Regions from separate parts of the Sus scrofa genome. Here regions 1 and 3 are each linked to region 2. The links are chromatin contacts, called in public HiChIP or PLAC-seq and promoter capture Hi-C maps. All regions are on one chromosome and are shown on one strand. The core of a region is the stretch at or near the end of the contact, and the rest is flanking DNA. Distances in the headings are between cores, read along the strand shown. Region 1 holds the start of GPCPD1 (glycerophosphocholine phosphodiesterase GPCPD1). Region 2 overlaps C17H20orf196. Region 3 has its middle 63 kb from the start of GPCPD1.

What was found. Promoter capture Hi-C pulls out the DNA fragments that hold promoters and counts their contacts. HiChIP or PLAC-seq counts read pairs in DNA pulled down with a chosen protein or histone mark.
Region 1: a promoter capture Hi-C map of fetal liver shows a contact between it and region 2, with 4 times the contacts expected there. The contact joins the promoter of GPCPD1 here to the enhancer-like site in region 2. A contact is called at or near these places in 1 of 5 promoter capture datasets (fetal liver), 10 of 47 Hi-C or Micro-C datasets (alveolar macrophages, blood, embryonic fibroblasts and 5 more) and 2 of 2 datasets of contacts at active chromatin or transcription factors (alveolar macrophages and skeletal muscle).
Region 3: an H3K27ac HiChIP or PLAC-seq map of alveolar macrophages shows a contact between it and region 2. The contact joins two enhancer-like sites. A contact is called at or near these places in 3 of 47 Hi-C or Micro-C datasets (adipose tissue, epiblast stem cells and spleen) and 2 of 2 datasets of contacts at active chromatin or transcription factors (alveolar macrophages and skeletal muscle).

The regions. Positions count from the first base shown.
Region 1 is chr17:14,474,359-14,478,387 of Sscrofa11.1, reverse strand. GPCPD1 (glycerophosphocholine phosphodiesterase GPCPD1) reads left to right here and starts at 2,165. Exons shown (of 20, transcript XM_021078049.1): 1 at 2,165-2,364.
Region 2 is chr17:14,633,869-14,638,370 of Sscrofa11.1, reverse strand. All of the region lies in intron 2 of C17H20orf196, which reads right to left. Among named protein-coding and RNA genes, the nearest start is that of C17H20orf196, 25 kb to the right of the region's middle. Within about 2 kb of position 2,685, at least 12 of the 83 cell types and tissues checked have an H3K27ac peak or open chromatin away from gene starts, as enhancers often do. A contact at or near this core is called in alveolar macrophages and fetal liver, where this site is marked.
Region 3 is chr17:14,411,078-14,415,408 of Sscrofa11.1, reverse strand. No RefSeq gene overlaps it. Among named protein-coding and RNA genes, the nearest start is that of GPCPD1, 63 kb to the left of the region's middle. Within about 2 kb of position 2,633, at least 1 of the 83 cell types and tissues checked has an H3K27ac peak or open chromatin away from gene starts, as enhancers often do. A contact at or near this core is called in alveolar macrophages, where this site is marked.

The sequences.
Region 1 (4,029 bases), core at 916-3,415, 160 kb after region 2:
TGGGAACTTCAATAGTCCTATTCCAACCAAAGCGCAGCTTGAGCTATCTCTTAAGTCCTTTAACATCTCCTAAAAATGTGGTTCCTCTCCACCCCCACACCTGCCCCCTGCAACGTGTAAGTTCTGGGGCCAGGATTGGGCTCTGCTCCACTTCAGCTGCTGCAGTGACAATGCTGGATCCTTTACTTGCTGCACCATAAGGGAACTCCCAAAATGTGGTTCCATTTATAGATACATATACATATATATATATACATGCACACACATATATACACACACACACACACACACATATATATATTTTGTTTTTTTGGTTTTTTTTAGGGCCGCACCTGTGGCACATGGAGGTTCCTAGGCTAGGGGTCTAATTGGAGCTGTAGCTGCCGGCCTACACCAGAGCAACACCAGATCCCAGCCATGTCTGCGACCTGCACCACAGCTTACCACAATGCCAGACCCTTAACCCACTGAGCAAGGCCAGGGATTGAACCTGCAACCTCATGGTTCCTAGTTGGATTAGTTTCTGCTGTGCTATGATGGGAGCTCCTATTTATTTATATTTTTATTAATTTCATTTATTTATTTTTTTTTGGTCTTTTTTGCCTTTTCTGGGGCCGCTCCCGCAGTATATGGAGGTTCCCAGGCTAGGGGTCTAATCGGAGCTGTAGCCACCGGCCTAGGCCAGAGCCACAGCAACTCGGGATCCGAGCCGCGTCTGCAACCTACACCACAGCTCACGGCAACGCCAGATCCTTAACCCACTGAGCAAGGCAAGGGACTGAACCTGCAACCTCATGGTTCCTAGTCGGATTTTTTAACCACTGCACCACAACAGGAACTCCAATTTTATTATTATTGTTTTGTTTTTTGGGTTTTTTTTTTTTTTGCTTCCCTGCAGCACATGGAGTTCCCCAGCCAGGGATCAGATCCGTGCCATAGTTGTGACTTAAGCTGCAGCTCAGCAATGCCGTATCCTTAACCCACTGTGTCCAACTAGGGGTCAAATCCACACCCCAGCACTCCCCAAATCCCTGATCCCCTTATGCCACAGTGGGAACTCCAAGACGGTTCTTTGTAAATTTTCGGTATCACACTTGATTTAAATGATTAAATAAAACCTGATAAAATTTTCTTTCAGGAATTAATCAGTGGTTAACCTTGATGCTGGAAAATGTTAAGTTGGGTGAGTGGCAAATGCTGATTAACTCATTTTTCTGGGACCATCAAAAGAGAAAAAAAAACTTCACTTTTTTTTCTTGTCTTTTTAGGGCCCCACGCCTGGCACATGGAAGTTCCCATGCTAGGGGTCTAATCAGAGCTACAGCTGCTGGCCTTACCAGAGCAATAGCAACCCCCAGATTCCAGCCCCGTCTGCAACCTACACCACAGCTCAGGGCAACCCGGTTCCTTAACCCACTGAGCGAGGCCAGGGTTGGAACCCGAAACCTCATGGTTCCTAGTCGGATTCGTTTCCGCTGTGCCACTATGGGAACTCCTCGCTTTTTTTTTTTTTTTTCTTAATATAGCTCATTTTTTCCCCCAGAAATTAAACTACAATTTTTTGCTACTTTTTCCAGCTTCCATAAAATTTCCTTCAAACTTTAATTTACATACAAATAATCTGGGGATCTTGTTAAACGCAATTCGAATAGGCAGAGGATCCCAATAGAGCAATTCTGATCGCTCCCAGGTGATACTGCTGGCTTGGAATATCAAGCTTTCGCAGCGAATGTTGTAAACGCTCAACCATCTTAGGTCACTTAATTCTCCTTCTTAACCCTAAAGATCTGACCCAAGTGTGCTTGTTAATTTGGAACGGAGGAAAAGTTCCTGAGGTCAGGCCTGCTCATTTCTCTCGCTTTCCGATGAGGAAAAATGCAATTTATAATTGCAGCTCCACGTCCTAGTCTAGGTTGTCTTAATACTTAAGAGTTCCAAGATAGGCATCTATGAACCCAAGCCAGGCCTGCTCGGCGCCGCCACCCGCGGCGGATTCCAGCCAACGGAAAAGGCAGACGCCGGGGACCCCGGGGATGCCCGGCCACCACCGATTGACGATGCGGGCCCTTTCCAGGAACTCGCGCGGCCCGCCCCTCACGCGCGGGCGCCTATTGGTTCGGACGGCGCCGGGCGTGACGTCAGGCCCCGCCCGCCAGCCCTCCAGCCCCGCCCCGCGGGATGGCCTGGCGGTTTGGTCTGGAGCAGCTGAAACCGGTTTGAGCGGAGCCGCTTCCTGCCGCTGGGCGCCGCAGCGGTCCGACTCGGAGAGAGCTGGCGAGGTGCGCACGGCGGGTACCCGGCACCTCGGCCCGCGGCACTGCTGTCTGGCGCTGCGGTGGAGGCGCGGACCAGTGGACGGGGCAGGTGAGGCGGGAGGCCGGGCGCTCGACGCGGGGGCCACGGCTGCTGCTCACGTGGCAGCCGAGCTGTCAGGGCGACCCGGCGAGGGGACGCGGTGGGGCGAGGCGTGGGGAGGGTCCCCCAGCCCGAACGGGATCTGCCCGCCGTGGAGACCGCGGCCTGGACGTTGGCTCTCGTAGGTCTGTGGGTAACGCATATTTACTGTATTTATCGTTTGTTGTCACGATTCCGCGGAGCTGCCGGGTGCTTAGTTACCCTCCAAAAATTTTGTAGTGTTTTCAAAATACCAGAATGCATAGACCATAGGACTACCACAACCACGAGTGTTCCAAAAAGCAAGTTAAGGAACGAAGGAACATAAATGCAGCTGAAGTCGTCTGTGTACCCCTAGCAGCATACCCTTCGCCCACCACCACTCTCAGGTTTTATCGCTAAGTAATTCATAGTGTTTTGACAACTGCTTATTTTCTGAAATTGCTTAGTCTTGGGCATGCTTGTGTAATTCAGTCATTCCAAGAAACCGAAATGCCTTACTCTCTTAGGAAAAGGTTCCAGGAATAGACATCAGTGCCCTTGAAATAATTTTAAGACAGCTGCCCCTTCTCCTAAAGCTCTACTTTTTCCAAAGCTCTTTAAATGACCCTGATGACTTCTGGAAAAAAGCCTCCAACGTTTCGATGCTTCATCAGCCCCCTTTTACCCAACTGTTCGTTTCCAAAGGAAATCGGTCATGAATTTAGTCTCGAATTGTAAAGAAATCTTTCACCTTGAGCCAGCTGTCTAGTCTGATGTAACACTTAGAGGAACTGATAGAACCAAGCAGGATGTTTGGACTTGATGTTTTTTTCATACTCTTTTTCAGCCCTTCCTATTTCTGTGCAGTTCCTATTCATTAACCTTTCACCTTACTCCTTCTTGTTACATTTCTGACAGTTAAGACTTAGCTAAGAAACAAATACAAGCTATCAGTCCTTTTCCAACTGGTAACATTCTAGATACAAATAACACAAGATAAACAGGTAAAACTGCAAATGGCTCAGATGGTTCTGGGCTTAACCAGGGAGAACCAATGTTCTAGACCAGTAAGACTTAGAAAAGTTGGACTCAGAAATGACCACAAAAGAAATCTCAGTAGCAGAGTAAGTAAAATTTGATATGTTCAAAACGTAAGCTGATGAGTCAAAACTTTGTGTATAACTTAACCAGGAAAAGCATGTGAAATACATAAGAAAGTAATATCAAGATAAAATGAAAAGGAAAAAAAATGGGCTAAGTTTTATGGTATTGTTTACGAAAGTGATCAAAGAATTAAACTGGCTTAATGAAATCTCTAGAACTGCTTTCTTAATAAAAATCCATTCTCATGTATGCATGCATTTGACTAAAAGATTAGCCCAACGTATACTGGGGTCAGAATAGTCAGATCATAATGAGCATCCAACCAGGATGCACAGAAACTAACTCAGGAAAATGTAAGCATTTCATGTATTTTTCTATAGCCAGTTATGAGAATCAGAACTGTTGGAGCCTAGGAAAGCACAAGGGGAACTGGAAGCAACTTTTTCCTTTTAAAAAAAATATGAAGGAAAACAAATGTGGGGGATTTTGACCAGAAGAAAAAAAAAAAAAAACACGTTTTAGATCAAAATATCTGTGACTTCAGTTTAA
Region 2 (4,502 bases), core at 1,436-3,935:
CCTAAGGTCAGAAAGCTTGAAGGATATCTGGACAATTTAAGTTTTTAGCTATTATGAGTAAATCTGCTATGAACACTCATGTTCAGGTTTTTGCACAAATCTAAGTTTTCATTTTTCTCAGATGAATGTCCAAAGTGCAACTGCTGGACCACGTGATAACTGTATGTCTAGTTTTTGGGTCTTTTTTGGCGTTTTAGCGCCACACCCACACCATAAAGAAGTTCCCAGGCTAAGGGTCAAATGGGAGCTGCAGCCACAGCAATGCCAGATCCGAGCTGAGCCTGCGACCTATACCATAGCTCACGGCAAAACTGGATCCTTGACCCACTGAGTGAGGCCAGGGATCGAACTGGCATCCTCAAGGATCCTAGTCAGGGTAGTTAACCACTGAGCCCTGAATGGAACTCCATGAAAGATTTTTAAAATCTCATACCTTTTAATGTGAGTATAATTTCATCAAATAAGGCATATTTAAATTCTTTGTTCTTATCTTTTCAGAAAAAGCACAACTTTTACTTGGCAAATGTGAAAAAAAATCAGATTGTATTCCTTATACTTATATTCTAGCCTGCGATCAATCAAGCAAGCGAAAAGATGCCCTCAAATTATATAACAATGGGTATAGTAAATAGACCTAACATTTATGGTGTTAAGTTAGATTCTCAGATTTCAAATGAATAAAATAATCTCTAACAGCATTAAATTTAAAGGTGCAAAAGTCTCTTCAAAGAATGAATTACAATGGATTAACAAATCTGGCACATTTAGATTCTTTTTCTAAGGCTCAGGAACAAGAAAAAATTAGCCACTAGAGGGCAGTATACTCATGCTCCATAGCAAGAGCCTGTCAGGCACATCTCTAGTCTCCAGAGCCAGAGCAGCAGCTTAAGCTGCTAATCACTGGCTAAACACATGAGATATTATTTTACCCAATTTACCCTAAACTCTACTTCTAAATGGCATTGGCCCATGGCTAACTTCCCCATCTTTTTTATCTATACTGTGCCTAACATGTCCTAATATTTTCCAAAAAGTTCTTTGTAAAAGAAAATTCTGGACATATAGCTGCTGAATATATTGTGAAGAAATGGGGCTAAAACCCTTTCCTTGTTTGTTTTTAGAATGTACTTAAATTTATATTTGGCTGTATTTTTTTAAGCAGGAAAAAACTCACATTGGTATAAAATATGATAATAGTTTCCTTAAGAAAATAGCTTTAAAAGGCAGTCTTGAAAGGTATCCTTGACACTGTAATCTCATGTACTATAATTAGAGAGTATAATTCGCTGAAAAAATAAATGGAGGAAACAACCTTGCTTAGAACATACTTTCTTCATGATGGGGAAATGTAGTGATAATTAGAAAATTATACCTCCTCACAGATACTTATTTTTCTGCTGTTTTCTTTTCAAGAAAAAAGTTGGGGGCTTTGGATAGGGACCAGTTTGGGCTAGTCTGAACACTTTTCAAGTGAGACTTGAGCAAATCTGCAGGGTTTATGTGAGAGTGCATGCTATTCACTTTGGAAACTTCCCTGTCCTATAGTTAGCACATAAAATCAACCAACCACAGCTTAAATTTGATGGTAGAGTTATAAACTGGTGATCAAGGTACTGTGATACTCTACCTCTATTTTTTAAAATTTCTTTTTAGGGCCGCACCCACGGCATACGGAAGTTCCCAGACTAGGGGTCGAATCAGATCTGCAGCTGCCAGCCTCCACCACAGCCACAGCCACAGCAGACCCGAGCCGAGTCTGCCACCTAGACCACAGCTTGTGGCAACACAGGATCTTTAATCCACTGGGGGGGGAGAGCAGGGATCGAACCCACATCTTCATGGATACTAGTTGGGTTCGCTACCACTGACCCACAACAGGAACTCCTCTACATCTATTTTTAAATCTCATCAAATTTCACTTAAATGTGTTGTTCATGTATTCATTCAACCAGCCTTCACTGAGCATGTACTGTGTGCCAGGCACTGAGCCCTTATTCCCCACTCTAGGGTCTACGTTTAGGAGGCAGCAGCTGCAGGTACTGTGCTTAGACCAGGCAGAGAGCAAAACAAAACCCTGACAAGCAATGAACTAAAAAGCACTCATCCTTAAAATTACGTTCCAATAAATTGAGTTTTTGTAACTTTGAGGATGTTAGAAAACCCAGCTCCATGAAAAACTCCAGGGAGCTTGTGGGTCATGAAAGGGCAGCCACTCAGCAAACAAAGAGCATGATTTACAACTTCAAAGGGCAAGAGCCAAGAATAAGAGGCGTTTGGAGGCCAGATGAGAATGTTTCTTATAGACAGAAAGAGTTATCGAGGGTTCCATCCAGTCCAGCAAAGTTAAAAATCCCGACTTAGTTTCTTTCCTTCAGTGTTTTTGTTTGTTTGTTTGGATAGGTAAGAAGTAGATTTATTGAGAGAGACAAAGTGTGGGCCACTTCAGAAGGAGACAGGCCCTTTCTTTAGTTTTAACATAAGAAGTTGGATCCTGGAGTTCCCACTGTGGCTCAGAGGTAACAAATCCGACTGGTATCCATGAGGACAAGGGTTCAATCCCTGGCCTCGCTCAGTAGGTTAAGGATCTGGCTTTGCTGCGAGCTGTGGTGTAGGTCACAGACTCAGCTCAGATCTGGCGTTGCTGTGGCTGTGGTCTAGGCTGGCAGCTGTAGCTCTGATTCAACTCTTAGCCTGGAACTTCCACATGCTATGGGTGCAAACCTTAAAGCAGCAAGAGAAGAAGAAGAAGTTGGATCCTGCTTTGTGTGAGAAAATTATCTGGAAAGGCAATGGCTTCTTTCCTAATAGTCTGCAGGTTGTTAGAGCCTCTCCAGCAATGGGATGAGAGGTTGAGGGGGGAGCTCAGGGGGCCGTGAGCCAAAGCCAGTCAATGAATCAGAGTCCTGGCCACCCTGAGAGGGTGCTACGACTAGTTTGAAGATACTCTGAGTTAGCAGAAAGAGGCCCTCAGGCACTTTCCCCAACAGGGAACTACAAAGAGTCAAGGCTCATTATTTACTACTCAGCACTGACTCAAACCTTGCTGTTTGCATTTCTTTTAAGTTCTGCCTTGAAGTCAGTGTGTCCCAGATTTGAGTCTCGGTTTTCCACAATTTGGAGGGTGGGTAACAGAAAGACTATACTGTTTACTTCTTGTGGTTGTGAGACTCAGAACAATGCCTGTAAAATGCACAGCACAGTGTCTGTAATGCAAATGTACAATAAATGATAAACCACTCCTCTTCCTGTCTTTCCTTCATTGTACCAGTCTTCTTTCTTCTACAATTATATGACAAGGAACGCCACTAGTGACTGTTTTCGCCAAATTGTTTTTTCTTTCTCTCTTTTTTCTTTTTTGGCTGCTTCATGGCATATGGAGTTCCCAGGCCAGGGATCAGATCTGAGCCGCCTATGCCACAGCTTTACCCACTGTGCCAGGCTAGGGAAGGAACTTGTGGTGCCACAGCAGGAACACCACCAAGTTGTTTCCTCATATTTTAAGAAGCACACAGCTGAGTAACCAGGCATGAATGATGTTCCCTCAGAGAAGCGCCTGATGAGAGCTAGCAGGCCAGACATGGGTCCAGTATACCTGGACTGAAAAGATAAATGCCTGTTGCTGCGGCTCTCACAGGAACACTGCCTGTTTTTAAAAACTTTAACTGCAGGCAGAGTACACAGAAATAAACAACTCTTTTCTCCCATAACAAGTGTCCTTGAAACTCAAAAGTGAAGATGATGAGACGGCACAGATAGCAAATAGCATTCCTCAGCCTTGATCATAGTCTAGTCTCAAACTATTATCATCTGTACTGACTATATACCATTATCTGCAACTTAGCAATCTAAAATACCCAACTGTACACTTTGGGTTTTGTTTTTTTGTTTTCTGCCTTTTAGGCACACTCGCAACATACTGAAGTTCCCAGGCTAGGGCTTGAATCGGAGCTACAGCTGCCAGCCTACACCAAAGTCACAGCAGCTTGAGATCCAAGCCGCGTCTGCAACCTATACCACAGCTCATGGCAATGCCAGATCCCCAACCCACTGAGCGAGGAGGCCAGGAATCAAACCCACAGCCTCATAGATACCAGTAGGATTTGTTTCCACTGTGCCTCAATGGGAACTCACAGAACTACATTTTTTTATTTAAAAAAAGAAAAGATAGGAATTCCTGCTGCAGTGAAGTGGGTTAAGGATCTGATGTTGCTGCAGCTGTGGTGTAGGTCGCAGCTCTAGCTTGGAATCTTATGCCTGGTCTGGGAACTTCCATATGTCGTGGGGTGGTTGAAAAAGTTAAAAAAAAAAAGGAGGGGGTAGGGTAGAATTCCCTGGTGGTCTAGCAGTTAAGGACTCAGTGTTGTCACTGCTGTGGCTCGGGTTCAGTGGTTCAATCCTGGGACCAGGAAAGGCGAAGGAAGGAAGGGAGGGAGGCAGGGAAGGAAGGATAAAAAAGTCACAGTTAGAGGTAGTCTGTACAGAGAGTCCCCAAGGAAAAAGGA
Region 3 (4,331 bases), core at 1,384-3,883, 220 kb after region 2:
GAACTCTTCTGACAAAGATTTTAAAGCAGCCATCAAAAAATGTTTATAAATATACTTGAATCAAATGAAAAGTAGTCTCAGCAAAGAAATAGAACTACATAAAAAGTTTAGAATGCAAATAAATTCTAAAAGTTAATGAAGAGGGGAGTTCTCGTTTGGCACAGTGGAAACGAATCCCACTAGCAACCATGAGGATGTGAGTTCGATCCCTGGCCTTACTCAGTGGGTTGGGGACCTGTCAAATTGCCATAAGCTGTGGTGTAGGCCACAGACTCCACTCCGATCCGGCATTGCTGTGGCTGTGGGCCACAGCTGTAGCTCTGATAGTCAACCCCCAGCCTGGGAACTTCCCTATGCCATGGGTGCGACCCTAAAAAAAAACAAAAAAAGGCTGTAAATTTCCCAAATTTGAGGGGTGGGGGTGAGGTGGAGAACAAACTCAGCTCCTTAAACAAACAAAAAAAACCCAACTAAATCCACAAGACACACTGCAGTCCAATTTCTGAAAATAAAAACTCTTGAGAACAGCTAGAGAGAAATGGCCCATTTTACCTACAGTGAAAACAATTCAGTTCGGCACATTTCTCTTCAAAAACCATGGAGGCTTAAAGGACATTACAGTTTTCAGGTGCTGAAAGAAAAGTACTGGAGTGCCTGTGTGGCACAGTGGAAATGAATCTGACTGATATCCACGAGGATGCGGGTTCGATCCCTGGCCTTGTTCAGTGGGTTGGGAATCTGGCACTGCCATGAGTTGTAGTGTAGTTTGCAGATGCGGCTCAGATCCCAAATTGCTGTGGCTATGGTGTAGACTGACAGCTGTGGCTCTGATTGAGCCCCTGGCCTGGGAACTTCCATGTACCATGAGTGCAGCCCTAAAAAGCAAAAAGAAAAGTACTGCCAACCCAGAAGTCTATATCCAGCAGAAGTAATGTTCTCCAGAAATGCGGGGGAAATCAAGATATCAGATAAAAAGAAAACTAAGAGAAGTTATTGCCAGTAGACCTACCCTAAAGGACAGCTAAAGTGGAGGTCTCTAAACAGAAAATAGTAATGTGAATTGTTGTTTCACCAGCAAGGAAAAAAAAAAGTTGGTAATAGTAAAAATACAGGCAAATGCAATAGAATTTCCTTCTCCTATAAGTCTTCTGAAATCATTTTTGATGCTTGAAGCAAAAAATTACAACACTGTGGTTCTCAGTGTATGTAGGGGAAGTATTTGGGACAATTTTAAGTAGTTGCGGGAAAAGTTGATGAAGGGATATGTTTCTGTACTCAAATTGGTAAAATCATGGTGCCAGTAGACTTTGATAAGTTATATATATATATAAGGTAATAAGTTGAGTAACCACTCAAAAAGCTATACAAGGAAATACATGCAAAACACTACAGACAAAAATGCAATTGTATGGAGTTCTCACCGTGGGTCAGTGGTAACAAATCCGACTAGTAGCCATGGGGATGTGGGTTGGATCCCTGGCCTTGCTCAGTGGGTTAAGGATCCGGCGTTGCTGTGTGAGCTGTGGTGTAAGTTGCAGACGCGGCTCAAATCTGTCAATCTGGCATGTCTGGCTGTGGCATAGGCCAGCAGCTGTTGCTCCGATTCAACCCCTAGCCTGGGAAGCTGCATGTGCTGCAGGTGCAGCCCTAAAAAGTCCAAAAGAAAAAAAAAAAAAAAAACCAAAACTGGTAGACCTGAAAGAAGAAATAGACATAGAATTATAGTTGGAGACTACACTATCCTCCCCCAAATTGATAGAACAACTAAACAGAAAAGAGCAAGCATATGAAGAACTCAACAACACTATCAACCAAGAAGATCTAGCTGACATTTCAAAATGTGTGGGATACAACTAAAGCAGGGTTAAGAAGGAAATTCATAGCTCCTAAATGCATTTGTTAGAGAAGAGGAAAAGTCTCAAATCAATAACCTAAAGTCCCATCTCAAGAAACTAGAAAGAGGAGATCAAAACAAAACTTAAGTAAGCAGAAAGAAGGACACGATAAAGATAAGAATATAAATGAGTATATTTCAAAACAGGAAAATAATAGAGAAAAATCAATGAAATAAAAAAGCTTTTATCAGCAATAACACTGACAGATCTTTAGCAAGACTGACAAAAAAAGACAAATTATTAATATCAGGAATAAATTAAGTCCTGTAGACAGACATCAAAAGGATACTCAGGCAATACTATGAAAAACTCTTCACATAAAAATGGTAACTTAGATGAAATGGGCCAATTTCTCATTCTTTCTTTTCTTTTCTTAAACAAGTGGCTGCAACTGCAGCATATGGAAGTTCCCGAGCCAGGGGTCAACCACAGCCACTGTCGAAGCAACGCCGAGTAATTATGCTGTGAGCCACACGGGAAGTCCATGGGCCAATTTCTTGAAAGACACAAACTATCATAAGTCACCCCAAATGAAACAAATATATTGAATAGCCCTATAGCTATTAAGGAAATTAAATTTTAAAACCTGCAAAAGAAATTTCCAGGCTTAGATGTTTCCAATGGAGAGTCCTAGCAAATGTTTAGGGAAGAATTAGAATGACCTCTATAAAATCTCTTCTAAAAATAGAAGAGGAAGTTCTCGTCATGGCTCAGTGGTTATCCAACCCGACTAGTATCCACGAGGATGTGGGTTTGATCCCTGGCCTTGCTCAGTGGGATAAGGATCCGGTGTTGCCCTGAGCTGTGGTGTAGGTCAAAGACACGGCTCGGATCCAGAGTTGCTATGGTTGTGGTGTAGGCCAACAGCTACAGCTCCAATGCGATCTCTAGCCTGGGAATCTCCATAAGCTGTGGGTGTGGCCTTAAAAAGACAAAAGACAAAAAAAAAAAAAAAAGAAAAGAAAAGAAAAAAGAAAGAAAATAGAAGAGAATGGAACCCTTCACCCCTCACTCTTGGAAGCTAGTTATTTCCCTGATACCAAAACCAAATGAAGAGACTACCAAAAAACCATAATTTTTAAAACAGAAAACAAGAAAAGAAAAAACACTATGGACCAATGTTCCTTATAATATAGCTGCAAAAATTCTTTTAAAACGTTAGCAGATAAAATTCAGGAATGTATAGAAAGAATTATATACCACAAGTGGGATTTTAGGGAGGCAAAATGGATATAATATTTGAAAAATCAAACAATGTAATTCACCATGTAGAGTAAATTAGAAAAATGACATAAGCATATCAATGGATGCAGGTGAAAAGCACTTGGCAGAATTCAGTACCAATTTATGATAAAAAAATAATTCTCAAAGGAAAAGGAATGGAGGGGGACTTCTTCCAACTGGTCAAGGATTATCTCCAAAAAATTGGAGTTCCCATTGTGGCTCAGTGGGTTATGAACCCAACTAGTATCCATAAGGATGCAGGTTTGATCCTTGACCTCGCTCAGTGGGTTAAGGATCCTGCATTGCTGTGAGCTCTGGTGTAGATCACAGATGCAGCTCCAATCCCACGTTACTGTTGCTGCGGCTGTGGTGTAGGCTGGCAGCTGTAGCTCCGATTTGACCCCTAGCCTGGGAACTTCCGTATGTTGTGGGTGTGGCCCTAAAAATAACCTACAGCTGAAATCATACTAAGATTGAATGCTTTCCCCCAAACAGAACAACGATACCCACCACCCAATGCTATTCAACACAGTACTGAAGTACCAACCAGTGCAACAGATGAATAAAGGAGAAAAGAAAGGAAAGGCATACAGGGTAGAAAAGATAGAAATAAAACTGTTCCTATTTGCAGATGACATGATAGTCTGCATAAAAAAAATCCCCCAAATCCCAAGGAATCTATAAACAAACTACTAGAACTAAGTTCAGCATGGTCACAGGATCAACATACAAAAATAAAACAAAAACTTTTTAAAAATCAACATACGAAAACCAACTATTTCTGTATACTAAAAATGTACGTGTGGACACCAAAATTAAAAATATATTACCATTTATAATTGCTTAAAAAAAGGAAAATATTTAGGTGCCAATATATGAAGAGACATTACACTGAAAAGAATATACAGGTGTCAAATAGACCTGAAAATTTATTCAACCTCACTAACCATGAAGGAAAGGCAAAGTAAAATGAGCTGTCACTATATACCTATTAGAATAGCTACAATACAAAATAGTGCAATACCAAATGCTGGTGAGTATGTGGAGAAAGTGCATTTCTCATACTGGTGGCAATGTCAAATGGTAGTCCACTCTAGAACATTGTTTGACAGTGTCTTTAGAGCTAAGCGTATACTGGAGTTCCTGTTGTGGCGCAGTGGTTAACAAATCTGACTAGGAACATGAGGTTGTGGGTTTGATCCCTGGCCTTGC